2 separate regions of the Sus scrofa genome follow, and region 2 is linked to region 1. Evidence: chromatin contacts called from public Hi-C data. All regions are on one chromosome and are shown on one strand. The core of a region is the stretch at or near the end of the contact, and the rest is flanking DNA. Distances in the headings are between cores, read along the strand shown. Region 1 overlaps SASH1 (SAM and SH3 domain-containing protein 1). Region 2 has its middle 16 kb from the start of SASH1.

Region 1 (4,245 bases), core at 1,179-3,678:
CTTATATACATTTCTCTCCTACCGACTTAATTTCCATATCAGGTTAGTTGGGGAAAACCCATGTGGGTCAGTTCAATAATAGCTCCAAAAAATTACCCGGGGAAATGTTATTCGCTAACCAAGTTAGCAGGGTCAAGGTCAGGTGGAAACAGACATCGACTGTGTCCCGCAATGTACCAAGCACTTTATGGGCCTGTAAGTCTGTCGAGCCAGATGTTTGGCTCAGCCGGGAATATCAGAATTTCTTAAGTTCTACCACTGCATCCTACTTTGAGCTGCTTTGCAATTTATGTGAGATAAGATGTTTTTGCTCACTGATTCCAAGTGCATTTGTTTGACTGTGAGAGTACCTTGGTCTAAGGGGAACACTGTGATTTTGTAGGGCCTCCTGATGGCTAAATAATTTGGGGATGTTGGCCTTCCCTGAAAGAAATGATAACATAACAACACTCAGTCTTTCTGATGAGAAGATAGTCCAGACCCATTCGCACTGTGACGTGGCCTTGGGCTGTTTCCCCAGAGGGAGATTTGCTGGTTTAGCCCTGACCCTCCCACATGCTTGCCGGTGACTCAGGGGAAGTATCTGGAAGAAGTCCGACAAGCTGGACCACTATGGAAGGGAAGCTTCTTCATCTTCTTCCTTTCCAGATTCTGAGCTTCCTCCCATTATTTGAGAGGGACAATTCCAACGCCTCTCCAAGTCCTGCTCTGACTTGCTAATCCATCTCCAACCAAGTCATTATGCCACCAGCTCTGTTCTTTTCCATTTCAGTTCTTTCCTGGGTCAAAGTGACACCTTGCTCATCAATCTGTCAGTAGAGATCAGCTCAAAAATGGTTAATAAAAAAGATTTTAGGGAGTTCCTGCTGGGGCACAAAGGGACAAGCCATATCTTGGGAGCGCTGGGATGCAGGTTCAAACCCAGGCCCAGCACCGTGGGTTAAGGATCCAGCATTGCTGCAGCTGTGGCTTAGGTCTTAACTGTGGCTCAGATCTGATCCCTGGCCCCAGAAACTCCATATATCATGGGGCAGCCAAAAAGAAAATTTAAATAAAATAAAATAATAAAATAAAATAATGACTTTAGGAGACGTTGTCATTCTGCAATAGTGCTTCTTTCGTCTCTCTTCTCCTTTATTCATTCTTCTGTCTCCCTCCTAAAAGGGAGTGACCTGACCTCCAGCCAACCTCACACTTGACCTTCAGGCATGACCCACGTGGGAGGCTGGGTGTAACGGTGAGAATGCGTTAGGATTATCTTCCTATCAGAAGGACCACATGCTGCTATGTTATCATTTATTTTAGGGGACACAAACACCCCCAAATTATTTAGCCATCAGGAGGCCCTGCAGAACTTCCGTCAGGACAGTCTCCCGGGACATTGACATGTGACAATGAGAGAGCCGGCTTGTCCCATATGTCATTCTTTCCCGTAGAAAGACAGAATTAAATCAGAGAAAGATCATTCAAAGTTGCTCAGCTCACGAATTCCTGTGTCTGAAATGAGGAGCATTTTGGTGCCTTGGTGTCTTGTTCTCCCCTGAACCAGCATCTCCCTGAGAAAGAGGCACACACGCATTGGCCCACAGTCTGGGGCAAACATTCTCCTAACACAGAGTCCATCACCGCTTGGCCTGAGGCTTGCAGGGCACGTTAGTTGCCTGGGTTAAGCGTAGGGTACATTCAAATCCTCACTGTTTTCATGGAATAATCGCTAATGAATATAATCGTGTCCCGATGTAATTTGTTTCATTTGCAAGTTGGCAGGAACAAAGAAGGCAGCTTTCTTTAGAAATGATTCGACCTTGGCTGTGAGGGTGAGGTCATTGTTTTACAATTAAGTCATTCCCCCCCTACAGTTACAATAATAGTGATGGATCCCAGAATCCTGTAGCTGGCTCTTTGGCAAAAGAATGAGATCAAATTTTCAGAGTTTGGGCTGCCTTCCCTGAGTTGAAGGAATAGTTTCCCACACCCGAGGCTGCTGGTGGGGAACGGCCCCCTCATACCACAGGCATGACTCTGTGTCAGGCCTCCGCGGCCAGGCCAGCTCAGGGTGCTCTCCAACTTGGGGCGGAAGCCTTTCCAACAGGATTAAGTGAAAGGCATTTTTAATTTCAGTCCCACGTGGGATTTGTGTCACCTGATCTACGTGAAGAGGGAGAAGAGATCTTCTTCAGAGGAAGAGAAAAAGCGTTAGCCAATGATTTTGTGCTTCCCATCAAAGAAAAAATAGCTTCTTTTTTTCACCGGGGTCAAGAGACGTTATCAGCTTCAGATGTCTAGCCATGGGACTGAATTTCCCATATCATTATTTTTGCCTGCAGAGTCATCCTCTTTTTTTTTAAGTAATGTTTTTATCTCTCTTCCTCTCTCACAAACAAAATATGTCATGGTCTCCACAGACCTATTTTTGGCAAACTCTAGAAAAAAAATCTGTAAAATACTTTCAGCCCATCATAGGGGAAAAATATCCACTGGAACTAACACCATAGATAATCAGTGAAATTCCGCGGCCCCATTAAAGATTGCTTCTATCTGTCGTTGGACTTATGATGAAAAAAACATTTGGAAGAGTCTGGAAGTGGGAATTGAGACTTGTGTCCTCATTCTGGCCACGTTGTTAACTAGTTGTCAGACTTCAGCTACAAGTCTTTGAATGTAGCTGAAGAGGTGATTAAATCCACACGATGACCCCTAACTGTCCAAATGCTTCTGAGTGCACGCGAGCGCACACACATACATAAAGTGCTAAAGTCACACATTGTGCCATTACACCTCCAGAATCTTCCTAAAAGACGAGCTCTGAGATGAAAACTGCTAAGCAAATGGCATCTCCTCCTGCTTTTAAAACTTGAGATTTATGGACACCTTGAACTGTATCTAAGACAGTCATCGGAATATGCCTGTTGTAAAGTCTCAGGATGCATATTTATATTCTCTTATAAATGTTTAAGCAGAGAAATTTGTTTTGGAGGGTATGAGTAAGGTTCTTGCTTTTATCATGGTGATGGTTTCACAGGTCTGTGTGTATGGCCAAATCCATCACACTGCGTATCGTAGATTTGTCCAGGTTGTTTGGTTTATCACTTATACCTCAATAAAGCACATACACATGCGAGTCCAAATGAAGTTAATTGTGGTATAAAGGTTGAAGTAGTGGTTCATTCCTCCCTTTCTTCAAATCGCTAGTCAGTGGTTCTGATGCAATTTGTTGACATGTCCGTCCTTCTGCATAGATTGAATGGCAGCATTAGATCGTGAACATTTCTATTTGTGTTTTATTAATTTCCAGAGACTCTATTCTGTTGTCTGTATTTTTTTTTTTTTTTTTGTCTTTTTACGGCCACACCTGTGGCACATGGAGGTTCCCAGGCTAGGGATCTAATCGGAGCTGTTGCTGCCAGCCTACACCAGAGCCACAGCAACGCGGGATCCGAGCCGCATCTGTGACCTACACCACAGCTCACAGCAATGCTGGATCCTTAACCCACTGAGTGAGGGCAGGGATCGAACCCGCAACCTCATGGTTCCTAGTCGGATTTGTTTCCACGACAGAACTCCTGTTGTCTATATTTACTTGATCATTCTTAGACAGACAATCTTGAACACCAGCTGGCTATCAGAGAAGGAATAAGCTGCAATATCGTACAGCTTCCCAAAGCAGTAAAGCTTCATGGTGCAGAGTGTAGGTTCTAGAGTCACAGGATCAGAGTTCAAGTGCCCCCCACCACCACTTGTTAGCTCTGTGACCTTGGGCAGTTGGCTTTACTTCTTCAAGCCTCCACCTTCTCATTTGTATATGGCATTATTTGCAGTATCTACCTTATAGGATTGTTGTAAGGACTCAAGGAGATAACACATTTATATTAATCAGCCCAGTAATTGACATTAAAAGCATTCAATAGATGTTGGGTATTATTTTTATGAAATGAGAGTTGGGTCAAAAATGACTATCATTAGAACCACATCTGTGGGTTATTCCATCATATGTTACTTATGACTTAAACTTTCATAGAGTTAATAAAACAATCAAGAGTGGCTTTTGTTAATTTCTTGGTCCCTTAGTTGTTTCTAAATATGGAATGTAGTTCTATTCAGGATTAACTATAGTCATCTAGGCTTTTACTATGTATGGTGAGGCCTTGGTTAGTAGTGACAAGTGATAGTTGGAAACTTTTCTTCATGGATTTATTTTTAAATAAGAGTGGGGAAGGGTACATTTTATCCGTTTATCCACTAAAT
Region 2 (4,245 bases), core at 501-3,000, 71 kb before region 1:
TTTTTTAGATTCCACATATAAGTGGTATGTATCATGTGATATTTGTCTTTCTCTCTCTGACTTACTTCACTTAGTATAATAATCTCTAGGCCCATCCATGTTGCTGCAAATGGCATTATTTTGTTCTTTTTATGGCTAAGTAATATTCCATTGTATATATGTAACGCATCTTCTTTATCCATTCCTCTGTTGATGGACATTTCGGTTGCTTCCTGTCTTGGCTATTGTGAGTAGTACTGCAATGATCCTTGGGGTACATGTATCTTTTTGAATTATGGTTTTCTCTGGATATATGCCGAGGAGTGGGATTGCTGGATCATATGGTGTGCTATTTTTAGTTTTTTAAGGAACCTTCATGCAGTTCTCCATAGGGGATGTACTAATTTATATTCCCACAGTGTAGGAGGGTTCCCTTTTCTTCACACTCTATAGCAGGCACTTCTGAACAATGTCAAAGAAATAAAAGACCCAGCACCTGCCTTCAGGAAACATACAGCTTAGTTCAATCTACAACAGCACACAATACATGTGTGCAAACGTGCGCGCGCACACACACACACACACACAGAGAAAGTCACTTTCACTGCAAACACATGTCACAAATTGAGAGCATAGATACCAAGGTACTATCAAGAGGAGAGGGACTAAAGTCAGATGGGATGCATCACAGAAAACCTCTTGTAAGTATCATATTTGGGATGAGACTTTAAGAGTTAGTTACTATTCTACAGTAAAGAGAGGATTAAGGCATCTCAAGGTGTGAGACTCGGCTCTCGGTAAAAGACATTAAGAAGATCCACCACAGAAGCTACCCAGTTGTCATTACATTATAATTCTTAAAAAATATCTTACTAGATATGGAAGCATTAAAGCTCTCCATGTATGGGTAACATCTCTATGAATATAACATGCACACAATCCTAAAACTAGTAACCAAAGGAGTTAACCTAAGTGTGTACAGGCACCAAAAGAATAAACTAGCCAGTCGAAATTTTAGCTTAATTACCCCACGAGGCTGCTGTGAGATTCTGAATTTTCCAATAAACTTTGGCCACTAAAATTTTACACATAATTTTTGATCACCTGAATTATATTTGATTCAAATATTAATAAAATCTAAATAAAACTTAGCCAAATACATGAATATTGAGAAAGATGGTTGGAACCTCCTGGCTCTGTAAATACCAACTCTATTTAATGCCATCCTAAAACTCTAGCTCTAGTTATGAAGGAATCCTTTCCCCAGAAACTGAACTATAGAACAGTAACTAACTTTTTCTATCATATTTATTTCATGAAAGAGCTGTAGAGAATCAGAAATATCACACCCATCCCAGGAATCATATTTCGGTGTTTAAGGAGAAGTCTGACTCGTCTAGTTAAATGGCTCAGACTTGAAGAGAAGTTGCACCATTGAGCGCCGGACTATATTTTTAAAAGAAGGTACAAACAGCACAGTGACAGTAAGCACTGTGTACTTTGGAACTGTGAATTCTGGAAAGGGGGTGTTCCATGTGGTGAGGTGCTGTAGAAACGAAAGCTGTGATAATGAACAAGTCACTTCCCCCTTTAAATGCTGACTGAAGAGTCCACCGTGCACAAGGGGTGGGGTGGGCAAGGCAGTGTGACCTGGATGGTCTCTGAGCGCTTTAGAGCTCAAAACATTTCCTACCAGGTCCTAGAAACTGGGACAGAGGAAAACTTACGTTTGCAGGGTTATATAACTGCTACCAGCAGGGGGCAGCACTGCTTAGATAATCACTGTATTTTTGCCCTTCCTCATTTAGGAAAGCCTGTGGGAAAAGATTTATCCCTTTAGCTCTTTGCTGCTCAGAAACATACCAGTGGACCAGACCCAAAGAATACCTTGCATCTCAAGGCACCAGCACTCATCCAACAGGTGTGCCTACAACCCATTTCCCATGGACACTTTCACTGATGGTATTGCTTGTGGTTGATTTCCTGATTTTCCTTTTTATCTTTATCTTCCATTTAGGTCCTACTTGATTCTTGCTAGGAGGAAGAATAATTTTATAAGAAATTTTAGAATAATTTTATAAGGAATTTCAGAATAATTTTAAAAGGAATTTTAAAATTTAAGAAACATTGGAGCATTTTACACAATTTTTACCAATTTTTACCAATTTTTCTCTCCCAAAAATGAAGTCCCCCGTTTGTAGTAGACTTTGAGACAGGAACTCTTCAAGAAGATGAAAACATTTCATGGAAGGAAATGACTCCCTTTTGTTAGGAAAGGACCAAAAAACAAACAAACAAACAAACAAACAAAAACAGAAAGAAAAAAAGAAACTATCAATTGACCAATGCTGCCCTCTGCGGCTGAAGGAAATGAGGCCAAAACAAGTGAATGTCTTGTTCCAAGAACTGTTTTATTTTAATGTTTACTTTAAAATCCAACTTGCTTATAGCATAATACTGAATTACATCTCCTAATTAACTTTTAAAGCCCAGATTTGATAGTAGGATTAATGCTAGCCTTATTTTCATGATAATTGAAAAATTACTAGAAAACATTCGTTCCATTTAATAAAAATGTGTTACTCTACAGTAAATTTTAATTCTAATTATATGTCGGGCTTTCATTTTGCTGAAGTCTGTAAACTTGAAATGCTTCATCTAAAACTAGAGAACATTTTCCATAAAACAAGCATATATGGGGGCTTGAACATCTAAAACTGTTACCTAAAAAGCAACAGAGGCTGTGGTCTAGAGCTTGCTGTCCTCGGAGAACTGTTATCACTTAAATGAAAACACTTCTATCCATTTCTTTTCTCTTTATCTTTCCTTGGGCATTATTCATAAACAATAATCATTGAAAACAGGGTTGTATAATGTGAAAAAACTTGTGTTTTGAGCCAGACATACTAGGATTTAAAAATCAGCTCTGCGAAGTTCCCATCGGGGCTCAGCAGAAACGAATCTGACTAGTAACTATGAGGACGCGGGTTCGATCCCTGGTCTTGCTCAGTGGGTAAAGTATCCGCCTGCTGTGAGTGTTAACCTTGAGCTGTGGTGTAGGTCACAGACGTGGCTCAGATCTGGTGTTGCAGTGGCTGTGGTGTAGGCTGGCAGCTACAGCTCCAATGCGCCACTTCCAAGACTCCAAGCCTCGTGTATGCTTGACCTTGTGAGGTTCCATCTCAAAACCCAACCAGTGGGCTCTGAGAAGCCCAGGCCACATGGAGAGGCTACATGTAGACATTCTGGTTGACAACACAGCTGGGCTCCCAGTCAACACCCAACATCAGCTGCAGCCACACAAGTGAGCCATCTTGAATGTCTAGCACATGTGGGCTTTTAGACCCCGCCAGCACCTGCCCCCCATCTGACCGTGGCCGTATGACAGATCCTGGCCAAGAACTACCCAGCTGAGCCCAGCAAATCCGCTGGACTATGAAGGATCATCTTAACTTGTAATTTCAAGCCACTAAATTGTGGTCTGGTTTGATATGCACGCAATGATAGATAACTGGAACAAAGCTACAGGGTGGAATTTCTATTTTAAAGAGCCACTAGTCAAAGCCCAGAGAAACAGCTGAGAGGGGAGGGGCTCTCACTATACACATTTGCCTGTAATTCCTAATCTTGTTTCTCAAGGCATTGTTTCAACACTTCCAGGAAAGTTCAATTCGATTTTGAAGGGACATGAGGGGGCTCAAGAAATGTTGGATGATGACAAAGGGAATGAGTGAATAAATGTTTCCTATTATGGAAGTCCTCTAGCAGAAAGCATCTAATGACCAGCAATGAAGCTAGAAGATTCATTAAGAATCCGTTATTTCTAAGCCGTTTGGGGGATATAAGTCCTTTTCTAAGCAAGTATTGTAAACATCAAATAAATGAACATTAGAAAGAATGACAGTGTGCCAGCTTGTTCTGTGGCCAAGACAGAACGTAGGTTAGAGCTGGGGAAATGCTCTTGGGTTGGTAGCTCATGGAAAAGTCTTTTTACCCCCGATGTGGAGCCCGCACTGTGTCCTCAATGTTGGATGGAAGAGAGAAAGGCCATTCGGAGGGGGAAGTGGTTTGGAAGTCAGAGGCGGGAATAAGTACAATGCAAAAGGACTAAAGACTTAATTAACACCCTACATAGGAGCTGGTACCCAATATACAGAAGGAACACTGGGCAGTAAGGGGCACAAAGTCCTGCATGATCAGAGCCACATCAGAACCCTAAGGGACCATGAGTTCCCTTAGTTGGAAAATGGAAAGAGGAAAAAGTCA

The links. A called contact is a pair of places that touch in the nucleus more often than the background predicts.
Region 2: a Hi-C map of liver shows a contact between it and region 1, with 2.5 times the contacts expected there. The contact joins two enhancer-like sites. A contact is called at or near these places in 1 of 5 promoter capture datasets (liver), 16 of 47 Hi-C or Micro-C datasets (alveolar macrophages, brain, embryonic fibroblasts and 8 more) and 1 of 2 datasets of contacts at active chromatin or transcription factors (skeletal muscle).

What each region holds. Positions count from the first base shown.
Region 1 is chr1:17,606,259-17,610,503 of Sscrofa11.1, reverse strand. The region is part of intron 1 of SASH1 (SAM and SH3 domain-containing protein 1); the gene reads left to right. Among named protein-coding and RNA genes, the nearest start is that of SASH1, 55 kb to the left of the region's middle. Within about 2 kb of position 2,428, at least 25 of the 83 cell types and tissues checked have an H3K27ac peak or open chromatin away from gene starts, as enhancers often do. A contact at or near this core is called in liver, where this site is marked.
Region 2 is chr1:17,677,071-17,681,315 of Sscrofa11.1, reverse strand. No RefSeq gene overlaps it. Among named protein-coding and RNA genes, the nearest start is that of SASH1, 16 kb to the right of the region's middle. Within about 2 kb of position 1,750, at least 4 of the 83 cell types and tissues checked have an H3K27ac peak or open chromatin away from gene starts, as enhancers often do. A contact at or near this core is called in liver, where this site is marked.